Regions from separate parts of the Callithrix jacchus genome. Here region 1 is linked to region 2. A link is a contact called in public Hi-C data. All regions are on one chromosome and are shown on one strand. The core of a region is the stretch at or near the end of the contact, and the rest is flanking DNA. Distances in the headings are between cores, read along the strand shown.

Region 1 (5,507 bases), core at 2,909-5,408, 230 kb after region 2:
ACGGAGTCTCTTGCTCTGTTGCCAGGCTCCAGGCGCCAGGCTGGAGTGCAGTGGTGCGACCTCAGCTCACTGCAACCTCCGCTTCCCAGGTTCAAGCAATTCTTCTGCCTCAGCCTTCTGAGTAGCTGGGACTACAGGCACATGCCACAACATCCAGCTAATTTTTGTTTTGGTATTTTTAGTAGAGATGGGGTTTCACCATGTTGGCCAGGATGGTCTCGACCTCTTGACCTTGTGATCCGCCTGCCTCAGCCTCCCAAAGTGCTGGGATTACAGACATGAGCCACTGTGCCCGGCCAATTTTTTTTTTTTCTTGTTTGAGACGGAGTTTCACTTTTGTTGCCAGGGCTGGAGTGCAATGGTGCGATCTCAGCTCACCACAACCTCTGCCTCCGAGGTTCAAGTGACTCTCCTGCCTCAGCCTCCCAAGTAGCTGGGATTACAGGCACGTGCCACTATTTCCAGCTAATATTTTATATTTTTAATAGAGATGGGTTTTCACCATGTTGGCCGAGCTGGTCTTGAACTCTTGACCTCAGGTGATCCACCCACCTTGGCCTCCCAAAGTGATGGGATAACAGTTGTGAGCCATGGCACGTGGCTGGGAACACTGATTTGTAACCAGTTGGTGAGAAGCATAGCTAAAACAACCTGGGGCTTAGGACTGGCATCAGAATTGGGGGCAGCCTTGTGAGACTGAACCCTAAACCTGTGATATGTTATCTCTAGGTAGATGGTGTTGGGATTGAATTTGGGGATACCCAGCTGTGTTGGGTATTTGCTTGCTTGGTTGTTGGTAGAGAGAAAGCCTCACACACTTCTTGGTGACTACAAGTTACAGAAGTATTTTGTGTTGTGAGAGTTTAGTAGGAAAGATTTGTTTTTTCTGCCACAGTTTGGATGTGGGAAGTGAAGAAAAAGATAGGAGTAGAGGATGATGTCTAGGTTTTTGGCTTACGTTATGGGAAAAGTGGGAGAGCAATAGGTTGGGTGAGGAAAATCAAGAATTCTTTTCTCCTCTGGTTTCCCTGGCCTTCCATTCAAAGGCCATGAAATGTCTACAGTTAGGTAGGGTGATTGGCTCCTGCATTCCTTAATTGCAATCCTCACATTCAAGAGCTTACCCCCTCAAGGATCTGGTGGGCCTACTTCTTTCAGAAGAAGGAAGGGTGACATACAGTAAAAAATATCTTGGCTGCCTTTCCTACTGAGTTTGAGTCCCACTTCTGCCATTTCTTTCTTTTATGACTTTGAGCAAGTCACTACTTTCCAAGCTGCAATTCCTCATCTGTTGGATGTGAGAACTTCCTGGTAGGATTGTTTTGACCATTAACTGAGCGTTTACTTTGTGCTGTGCCTTGTTCCAAGTGTATTATGGATATTCACTAGTTTCATCCTCATAAAAAATGGATGAGGTGTAGGTACTATTCCTTTCACTCTCTGACAGATAAGGAAACTGAGGTATAGAAGGTTATTAAGTAAGTTGCCAACAGTCATAAGCCAGTAAATGAAGGAGCTGTATTTGAATGCTGGCAGGCTCCAGAATCCTGGGCCTGGGTTCTGAGCTACTAAGTGCTTCTCCCTTTAAAGTGTGAAAAGCGCCTGGCCCATCATGGGCTCTCAAGTGTTTGTTCTGACGTCACCTCAGTTGTCCGACCTTCCTCCTTTACCCTGAAGAGCTGAAACATGCAGATCCTGAGCTTGCCCACAATCTAGGGTCTGGGTCTTCTGTTCTTTCACTGGGTTCCCTTGCCTGTGTCTCTGTTCCTCTCTAGAATCTTCATGGCAAAAGGCAGGACTTGTGTGTGTTGTACCTGACCTGTGGCACTCTCTCTAGGTGGACATCTTCAATAAGGAGCTCCTGCTAATCCCCATCCACCTGGAGGTGCATTGGTCCCTCATTTCTGTTGATGTGAGGCGACGCACCATTACATATTTTGACTCGCAGCGTACCCTAAACCGCCGCTGCCCTAAGGTTTGAGGGGTAGGAGGGAGATGGACAAAATGCAGGGGGGGTGGGTACAGTGGCAAGGCATTGCAGGAAGAAGGGTGGGCTTTGGTTCTCTGAGGGGCAACCTAGGCATGGTGCCTGGCACCATTGTACCCACCAAACTGAGTTCAATTGGGGAACTTGAGGCATCACTTTCTCTTTTTCCCATTCACATAGCATATTGCCAAGTATCTACAGGCAGAGGCGGTAAAGAAAGACCGACTGGATTTCCATCAGGGCTGGAAAGGTTACTTCAAAATGGTGAGTTTCCTGATGGAGGGGTACGGTTGGAGGGGATAGTGGTAGAGGGCAGATACTGAGTCCCAGCCCTGGGAGTCTCCATGTGAAGGGTCTGCTTTCCTTCTCTTTTCTAGAATGTGGCCAGGCAGAATAATGACAGTGACTGTGGCGCTTTTGTGCTGCAGGTAAGCAGATGGTGCCACCTTCTCTAGCTGTGAAAGTGGGGTTAAAGGGTTGGGAGGCTGTTTCGCATCCCCTCATTTGACTCACAGCCAGTTGTGGAGCAGGAAGTAATCTGTTTTAGAACACCAGAACCCTAGCTTCACTGGTCCTCTTCTGAGCTTCTCCATCCCACATTGGGCCTGGGTCTCTGGCTTTGACAGAGTTGCCTGCTAACCTCCATCTCAGTGTATTTTCTCTGTCTAAAACATTCTATCATGTACCAAGTAAGAACACTAGCTTTTAGAGTCAGGCTGTTTTTGAACCATTGGCTATGGGACCCTGGCTCCCTTTGTATGTGAACGGGATGTTCTCTGAAAGGTGGAGACACATGTCATATGAAATGAAGAGCATGGGTCCTGACATGGGGTGGGGGTTTCTCACGGCCTGCTTTGTTAACACCCAGTACTGCAAGCACCTGGCCCTGTCCCAGCCATTCAGCTTCACCCAGCAGGACATGCCCAAACTTCGTCGGCAGATCTACAAGGAGCTGTGTCACTGCAAACTCACTGTGTGAGCCTCGTACCCCAGGCCCCAAGCCCGTTAATGGGCAGGGGGACGTGGGAGTCCCTTCCCAAGAAACTCCAGTCCCTTTCCTCTCTTGCCTCGTCCCCCTCAGTTCCCTTTGGTTTTTCATATTTAAATGTTTCGATTTCTGTATTTTTTTTCTTTGAGAGAATACTTGTTGATTTCTGATGGGCAGGGGGAACTACAGAAAAGCCCCTTTCTTCCTCTGTTTGTAGGGGAGTGTGGCCCTGTGGCCTGGGTGGGGCAGTCATCCTCCCCCCCTTCCCCGTGCAAGGAGCAGGAAATCAGTGCGGGGGGTGGTGGGCGGGCAAAGGGATCACTGCCTGCCAGATCTTCGAACTTTTTTTTATATATATATATATAAATGCCACGGTCCTGCTCTGGTCAATAAAGGATCCTTTGTTGATACTTAAGTGGTGGTCTTCCTTAAAGGGCCTCAAATTAGTGGAACACTATGCTTAGTTCCAGCCAGTGCTGTTAGCTAGAACCTATTTTGGCGCTTGAGATTAAAGAGGTCAGCTTTGCGTCCCTCGCTTGGGCAGTGCCAACATCATGTCTTTATCACTCAAACAAATCCCCCGATGGAAGCAGAGGGCAGAAAGAAGGGAAAGTAGGTAAGCCTCAAAAATAAGGGTGCCCTAGAGGGAAGCTGGGGAACTGGACACAAGGCACAGGGGAGGGGGAGCCAGCCAGGATTCATGACAGTAACCCAAAGCTCTTTACAGTTTTCTTCCATCCCTCCTCCACCCTCCAGCCAGGGGAATCCTCCCATCTCTAGGATATCACTCTTGATTCCTTCATCCCTGGTACACGTACACGTCCAGGCGGTGTAGAATCCCATCGTTGCTGCAGGGGAATACAAACATTTTGAGTTCAATGGAGACCTGGAGCCGAAGTAAAGGGAAGTGATCACCCCTGGAGCCCGGAAGCCCCTGGAGGCTGAGACCTCGCCCCCCTTGCGTGATAGGGTCTACTGGGCCACATGACTAAGGCACTGTCGCCTCCGCACGTGTGAGAGTGCAGGGCCCCAAGATGGCTGCCAGGCCTCGAGGCCTGACTCCTATATGTCACTTCCGTACCGGCGAGAAAGGCGGGCCCTCCAGCCAATAAGACTGCGGGGTGGGTCTTCACCTTGATAGGCGTCTGAGTTACCCAATGATGCCTGCGTGCCAGAGCCCCTAGGAACTAACGTCACGCCAAGTTGCTGAGCTCCGGCAGGCGGAGCCGGGGCGGAAAAGCCAATGTGATGGCCGGGGCGGGGTCGGGCGCTCTATAAGTTGTCGATAGGCGGGCACTCCGCCCTAGTTTCTAAGGATCATGTCTGCGAGTCAGGATTCCCGGTAAGAAAAGCATTTGCAAGAGATTGTGACTGCTTACCTTACCGACCCCTTCCAACGGGTCTGCCGGGGGGAGCTGAAAGGCACACCAGGGTTGCAGGGAAACCGAGCTGGGGGGGAAATCCGTCCTAGGGAAGCGAGGGGGACGATCCCACGGCCGACGCGGCCACTACAGTCGAGGCGGAGGGTAGGGACAGCCCGGCTAGTGTCAGGCGTGCGAGGTTTGTTACGAGGTCTCGGCTGGAGGCGGTGCCGTACGCGAAGTCCCGGCGTTGAGTGGCGAGACGGGGTCGCGACTTGGCGTGGGAAAGGAAGGTGGGGGCGGCCCCCACTGTGTGTGGCCCAGAGCCCGCAGGTCCGGTTACCTCACTGTGCCGGGGGAGGGACGGTTCTCAGGGTTCCGGAGGATTCTGACGGTACCACTCGCCGGAGGCGGGGGTGCCTGAGTCCTCAAATCTAGTCGCTTCGTCGCGGCTAAAATAAGGGCCGGGGAGAAGAAACCGGCCGTTCAGTGTGCTGGTTTTCTTGACGGCCAGGACTGACCCTAACCCCGAGGAGCGGCCGCGTGAGGCACCAGGAGCCCACCCGGCGCCGGGCGGGCGGGTCCATTTTGCCGCACAAGCCGGGCTATTGGCAAACTGCGGATGGGCAGGTCCACTTTCCTTCGGGGGTGAGCGGCCTGAGGTATGGGAGGGCGATGCGACTTCGCGACGGGGGCGGACGGGATGTGGATTGTACCATGGAGGGGTGGGAGACGCCGCCGGGTGGTCGAGGGAGCGAGCACATGGTGGCCTGAGGCGTTCCCCTCCCCCAGTCTGCTTCGCTTCTAAGTGTTGTGCAATCTCCCCTCTTGCTAGCTCGGCTTGGGCTCATTGTGCGCGAGGCCGCCACCGCCCGCGGCCTCCCACATCCGGGCAACGTGAGGAGGGGTTCGGCTGGAGGGAGTGGGGGAGGGCGCGGGCGGGATGACGTGGGGGGAAGGGGATGTCCTACCCTTCGATCTGGGAGGTGAAGGGCGGGACTTCCGGCGCGCTGCTGCTGTGGTGGGAGGTGCACGCGCTTGGGCTTTAAGCGGCTGGGTCGGGCCCACGTGGACCTGGCGGCAAGCACCACCTCTGGGCACCGTGAGCACGGCGGCACCCCTGCCAGTCTGACTGTACAGAAGGGGGTTACCCCATCATGTCGGGGTGGCC
Region 2 (5,600 bases), core at 2,727-5,226:
CTGTGGGGCCAGGTGGAGGCTACATGGCCGCAGATGCCCTGCCTCCTGGGCCAGCACCTCTGCATGGGCTCCCCTGCCGGCCTTGCCTCCCAGTGTCTTCAGGAGCAGTGCAGCTCCCCACGCCACTCCCCAAACACAGGGCCTGACCCTCCCCTCTGGCCCTCCAGGAGTCTTGGTGTTCACTTCTCCAAAGTCCGGTCTCTGACCCTTGACTCATGGGAGCCAGAACTAGTGAAGGTAACTTGGGGTATTGTGAAGATTGGAGGCAAGAATGTGGGGGGCAGCGACATGGGGGTGCAGGCACCTGAGCCCTGAGGAGACAGATACTCACGGTCACCCTACCTGTCTCTGACTCTGTCTGGGCCTCCCGAAGCTCATGTGCGAGCTGGGAAATGTCGTCATCAACCAGATCTATGAGGCCCGTGTGGAGGCCATGGCAGTGAAGAAACCAGGGCCCAGCTGCTCCCGGTGAGCTTGGGGTTCAGCCTCCTAGGGGAATGGGGGGAACCTGGAGAAAGAAGTGGGAAGACTGTCTGCTTCTCCCCTCCCACAGACAGGAGAAAGAGGCCTGGATTCAAGCTAAATATGTGGAGAAGAAGTTCCTGACCAAGCTGCCTGAGATTCGAGGGCGAAGAGGTGGCCGGGGGCCCCCAAGAGGGCAGCCTCCTGTGCCCCCGAAGCCTTCCATCAGGCCTCGGCCAGGAAGCTTGAGATCCAAGCCAGGTATAGGGCTGGTTGGGCATTCATCGAACATCTGCTGTGTGTTAGGCCCTGTGCCAGATTCTAGAGGGAGGCACAGAGGGTAAGGCCCAGGCCTTCCCCTGGAGCATGTTGGCGGGACCAGACTGCAGTTTCAGGGGTTATGGTGGAGTGTCACATGAAGAATGGGAAGGAGTGTGGGGCTGGGTATAGGCAGGGAGGATAAGGGGTGTCCGAAGCATGAGAAAAGGAGAGGGAGTGGGGGTGGGTTTGGCTGGAGTGGCAGGGGTTGAGAGCTGAGGCCGAGTGTCAAGGAGTCTGCTCACTTATGTCATCTGGTGGTTGGACTGGATCGTGTGATGATGCCATCTCTCCCCACACCCTAGGGGCTCCTACATGTACATAGTCACACGTACACATATCCATGCCTGCATCACTCTACTCCTCCACAGTCCCAAGCCTCCCCACAATCAGAAGAGACCTGTCCCATTATGGCATTGGGGCACCATACTAAGGGTTTTCTTCCCAGACTTGGAGCTGCTTCCCCCTAAGAGAACCTAATCCCCTAAACAGAGCCTCCGTCTGAGGATCTAGGAAGCCTGCACCCTGGCGCCCTGTTGTTTCGAGCATCTGGGCATCCTCCATCTCTTCCCACCATGGCCGATGCCCTTGCCCATGGAGCTGATGTCAACTGGGTCAATGGAGGCCAAGAGAATGCCACGCCACTGATCCAGGCCACAGCTGCTGTGAGAGCCCTGCCAACCTCCCCACCCCACCCTAGAGCTCTGACACCTACTCCTGACTCTGGGCCCTGCCCTTACCTCCTCTTCCTGATACCCGTTCCCTAGGGCCCTCACCCATAGGGAGAGAGAAGCAATAGAGACTGGTTGCTAAGTGTGTGTAATTTGGAGGCAGAGAACCCAAGTTTAAACCCAAGCTCTCACCCCTCACAGGAGACTTTTAACAAGTAATTAACCTCTGTCTCATCTGTAAAATAGGGATAACAGCCAGGCAGTGTGGCTCACACCTGTAATCCCAGCACTTTGGGAGGCTGAGGCTGGCAGATCACCTGAGGTTGGGAGTTTGAGACCAGCCTGACCAACATAGAGAAACCCTGTCTCTACTAAAAATATAAAATTAGCCAGGGGTGATGGCACATGGCTGTAATTCCAGCTACTCGGGTGGCTGAGGCAGTAGAATCACTTGAACCCAGGAGGTGGAGGTTGCAGTGAGCTGAAATTGCATTATTGCACTCCAGCCTGGGCAGCAAGAACAGAACTCCATCTCAAAAAAAAGGATAACATACCTCATAAGCTTGTACTACAAGCTTTATATATAAATACATGCAAAGAGCTAGAGCCAAGCCTGACAGCTGTAACCCCTTCCACACTCCTGATGAACACACCCCACCCTTCCATTCTCTGAACTGGCCCTATCCTAAGACATCTTGAACTCTACCACTGAGGATGCCACCCTCAACCCCCTTCTCAACTTCTCCATGCAGAATTCTCTTCTGGCCTGTGAGTTTCTCCTCCAGAATGGGGCGAACGTGAACCAAGCGGACAGTGCTGGCCGGGGCCCGCTGCACCACGCAACCATCCTTGGCCACACAGGGTAGGGATGACGGCCATGGGGAGGAAGGCTGGGAGGAGTTGGGTGGCCGGCTGACCCTGGCTCTTCTCTCCAGGCTCGCCTGCCTGTTCCTGAAACGGGGGGCTGATCTGGGGGCTCGAGACTCTGAAGGCAGGGATCCTCTGACCATCGCCATGGAAACAGCTAATGCTGACATCGTCACCCTGTGAGAATGCCTGAAGAGGGGGGTGGTGCTGGGATCCCCACTCCACCTGCCCACGTTCGGTGGGGCCTGGGGAAGGGCCGGGCCAGTGCTGGGACCAGGCGTGAGAAAGGCTGCTCCAAGTGTGCATTGGGACGTGGAGTAGAAGGCAGGCGGGGTGCAAGGATGCTCAACCCACCCTGAGAGACCTCACTCGCGCATCAACATTGCTGTCAGGCATCTTTTTAGCCCTAGATGCCCGGTGGGCAGATGAAGGAAACGCGACCCAGCTGGAAGAATGGGAAATTGGGCGGGGAGATGAGGACATTGTGGTTCATTTCTTAATTCCCTCCCGTTCAGGCTACGACTGGCAAAAATGAGGGAGGCTGAAGCGGCCCAGGGCCAGACAGGTAAGGATTTCACCCACGCCCCCTCCCAGGCACTCTGCACTACTGGTCCACTGTGACCTCTCTCCCTAGTGCCCGACTGCATTCATTCCGTTATTTAATAAATGTGTATTGGGTGCATCCGACGTGCCCTCCAATAGGACAAAGCATAGGCGCTGCTCGACGCGCGCGTTCCCACCCACGCTCGGAGCGCGAGGTCCCCAGGCGGGCCCAGGGCCCCGCCATCCTGCCGTTTTGCACTGGGGCCCAGACGCCTCCCCTCCCTCCCCCAGGAGATGAGACGTATCTAGACATCTTCCGAGACTTCTCTCTCATGGCGTCAGACGACCCGGAGAAGCTGAGCCGGCGCAGTCACGACCTCCACACTCTGTGACCCCGCGCCTCCCTCTCCTCCCTTCCCCACCACCGGGCCCTCCGCCATTAAAGCCACTGTGCTTCGCTCTTCCCTTCTGGTTCACTTCTTGGGCACCATCTTCGGGCCCGCAGGGTGTTGGGCGCTGCGGCTCCCGAGGGGCGAGGAGCGGCTGGGGCATTGTGAGCTCGAGTCCAGCAAGGGGCGACTCCCGGGAGCGAGGCGGCAGCTTCGGCCGCGGCCCGGGCGCTCTCGGGCTCGGGCGACGTGGCCAGCCCCGTCCTGCCGAGGGGTGGGTCCGGCCCTGGGGCTCGCGGGCCCGCGCGGCCGCCGAGAGCGCGCCGGGGCCGCCCCGGTAGAGAGGCATCCCCGGAATGCCGCAGCTCAGCACCCACCCCCTCGGGAATTCCCCGCGGGAGCCGCTGGGGAGGGACGCGGCCCCCGGGCCAGCCTCGGGCTCTGAGCGGCGGGATTAGAGGCTCCAGCCACGCAGAGCTGCAGACGTGAGGCCCGGCACACCTGAGCGGCGGCGGGGCGGTCGCGGCCACATCCGGGGCGACGCGCCTGAGTCACCTGCCCCTCGGCGTCCTCCAGTCCGGCCAGTCAGCCCCGTCTGCCCCGTCTCTCCAGTCCGAGACTCTTCCCCCAAACCCCCCAGAGTAGCGCGAACCGCGCGGGGGCGGGGGCGGGGCGCCAGGGGGCGGGGCTGTCTCTTAAAGGGCCCCGGGCCGCCGCCCTCAGGCCACTTCCTGGAGGCGGAGAGGACCTCAGTGGCTTCGGCAACACCCGGGGAAGGCGGCGGCGGCGGCCGAGTACCGAGACTCCCGGCTGTTTTCATCAGAGCCCTCGGACACTCCCAGCTCCGGCTGAGCACGCATCGTCGCTACCCGGCGGATACAAGGCGGCTCCGCCATCCGCTCCAGTCAGTTCCGCCTCCATCTTCTGCGACCGGCGCCGGCAGCCCGGCCTGGCCTCGGATTGGCCCCAGAGCCCTGGGTGGACTCGACCTCGGCGGCAGCGATCTGCCCAGGGTCTCCGAAGCCAGCCCTTCAGAGTCCGTCCTGTGCTCGCCACCGTCACCTGCTGGTTGGATTCCGGAAATCCACTGTCTGAAGACCACAGAGGAGAGTCGCTGACCACCCCAAATCGGATACGTCCAGACCTCAGGCTCCCTTCCCCTCTCTGGCTGCCCTCTGCTTTTTTCATCCCTTCTCTCAACCTTTCAGGAGTTTCTGTGCCCTGAGACCAGCCTCCTATCCACCACCAAAGTAACCCGGGTGAGCCCCAAACCTTACTGCCTGTGCTCTGCCTGTGCCTCCAACCCAGCGAGTCTGACAGTTTCTACCCAATTCTGCACACACCCAGGAAGCTGTGTCTTTTCTTTTCTTTCGGTGTCTCCTGCACTTCCCAAAATTTCTCCTCCTCCTGTGCCCTCTTCGCCCCCCTCCTTTGGGGGCCCTGTGACCCTAAATGTGGGGGGCACACTATATTCCACCACTTTGGAGACCCTGACCCGCTTCCCAGACTCCATGCTGGGGGCTATGTTTAGGGCCGGCACCCCCATGCCCCCCAACCTCAATTCCCAAGGAGGCGTCCACTACTTCATCGACAGGGATGGCAAGGCCTTCCGGCACATCCTCAATTTCCTGAGGCTAGGCCGTCTGGACCTGCCCCTCGGGTATGGAGAGACAGCGCTTCTCAGGGCAGAGGCTGATTTCTACCAGATCCGGCCCCTCCTGGACGCGCTGCGGGAACTGGAGGCCTCTCGGGTGACCCCTGCGCCCACAGCTGCCCTGCTCCACGCAGATGTAGATGTCAGCCCCCGCCTCGTGCACTTCTCTGATCGCCGGGGACCCCATCACTATGAGCTGAGCTCTGTCCAGGTGGACACCTTCCGAGCCAACCTCTTCTGCACTGATCCTGAGTGTCTACGTGCTTTGCGGGCCCGATTTGGTGTGGCCAGTGGGGATAGGGCAGAGGGGAGCCCACATTTTCATCTGGAGTGGGCCCCCTGCCCCGTGGAACTCCCGGAGGCAGAGTATGGGAGACTGGGACTGCAACCACTGTGGACTGGGGGGCCAGGAGAGCGGCGGGAGGTGGTGGGCACGCCAAGCTTCCTGGAGGAGGTGCTGCGGGTGGCTCTCGAGCATGGCTTCCGCCTAGACTCTGTCTTCCCCGACCCCGAAGACTTGCTCAACTCCCGGTCTCTGCGCTTTGTCAGGCACTGAGGACGCTGTTCTCATTTTGACTCTGGGAAGAGAGGGAATGGGGCAGTTAATGGGGTACTGGCACCCCTGAAGCCTCTTTCCAGCTCTGCTTCAAGAGCTATGAGAGTCAGGACTCCCCTGCACCTGACTGAAGCTCAGAT

Evidence for each region. Hi-C and Micro-C count contacts between places; a contact is called where the count stands out from the background.
Region 1: a contact with region 2 is called in a Hi-C map of skeletal muscle, with 2.7 times the contacts expected there. The contact joins the promoter of EIF4A1 here to the promoter of KCTD11 in region 2. A contact is called at or near these places in 2 of 3 Hi-C or Micro-C datasets (both in skeletal muscle).

The regions. Positions count from the first base shown.
Region 1 is chr5:74,061,684-74,067,190 of calJac240_pri, forward strand. It overlaps EIF4A1 (eukaryotic translation initiation factor 4A1), which reads left to right and starts at 4,159. Exons shown (of 11, transcript NM_001205137.1): 1 at 4,159-4,317. The coding sequence starts at 4,295. It overlaps SENP3 (SUMO specific peptidase 3), which reads left to right. Exons shown (of 11, transcript XM_035299880.3): 8 at 1,838-1,975; 9 at 2,168-2,251; 10 at 2,365-2,415; 11 at 2,856-3,390. The coding sequence ends at 2,966. It overlaps LOC103793073 (a long non-coding RNA gene), which reads right to left and starts at 4,956. Exons shown (of 2, transcript XR_620029.5): 1 at 4,355-4,956; 2 at 3,514-3,823.
Region 2 is chr5:73,834,062-73,839,661 of calJac240_pri, forward strand. KCTD11 (potassium channel tetramerization domain containing 11) reads left to right here and starts at 3,977. Exons shown (of 1, transcript XM_008996604.5): 1 at 3,977-5,600. The coding sequence starts at 4,762. The coding sequence ends at 5,460. ACAP1 (ArfGAP with coiled-coil, ankyrin repeat and PH domains 1) reads left to right here. Exons shown (of 29, transcript XM_078372898.1): 22 at 168-237; 23 at 374-468; 24 at 554-723; 25 at 1,273-1,445; 26 at 2,204-2,313; 27 at 2,387-2,497; 28 at 2,834-2,883; 29 at 3,153-3,325. The coding sequence ends at 3,253.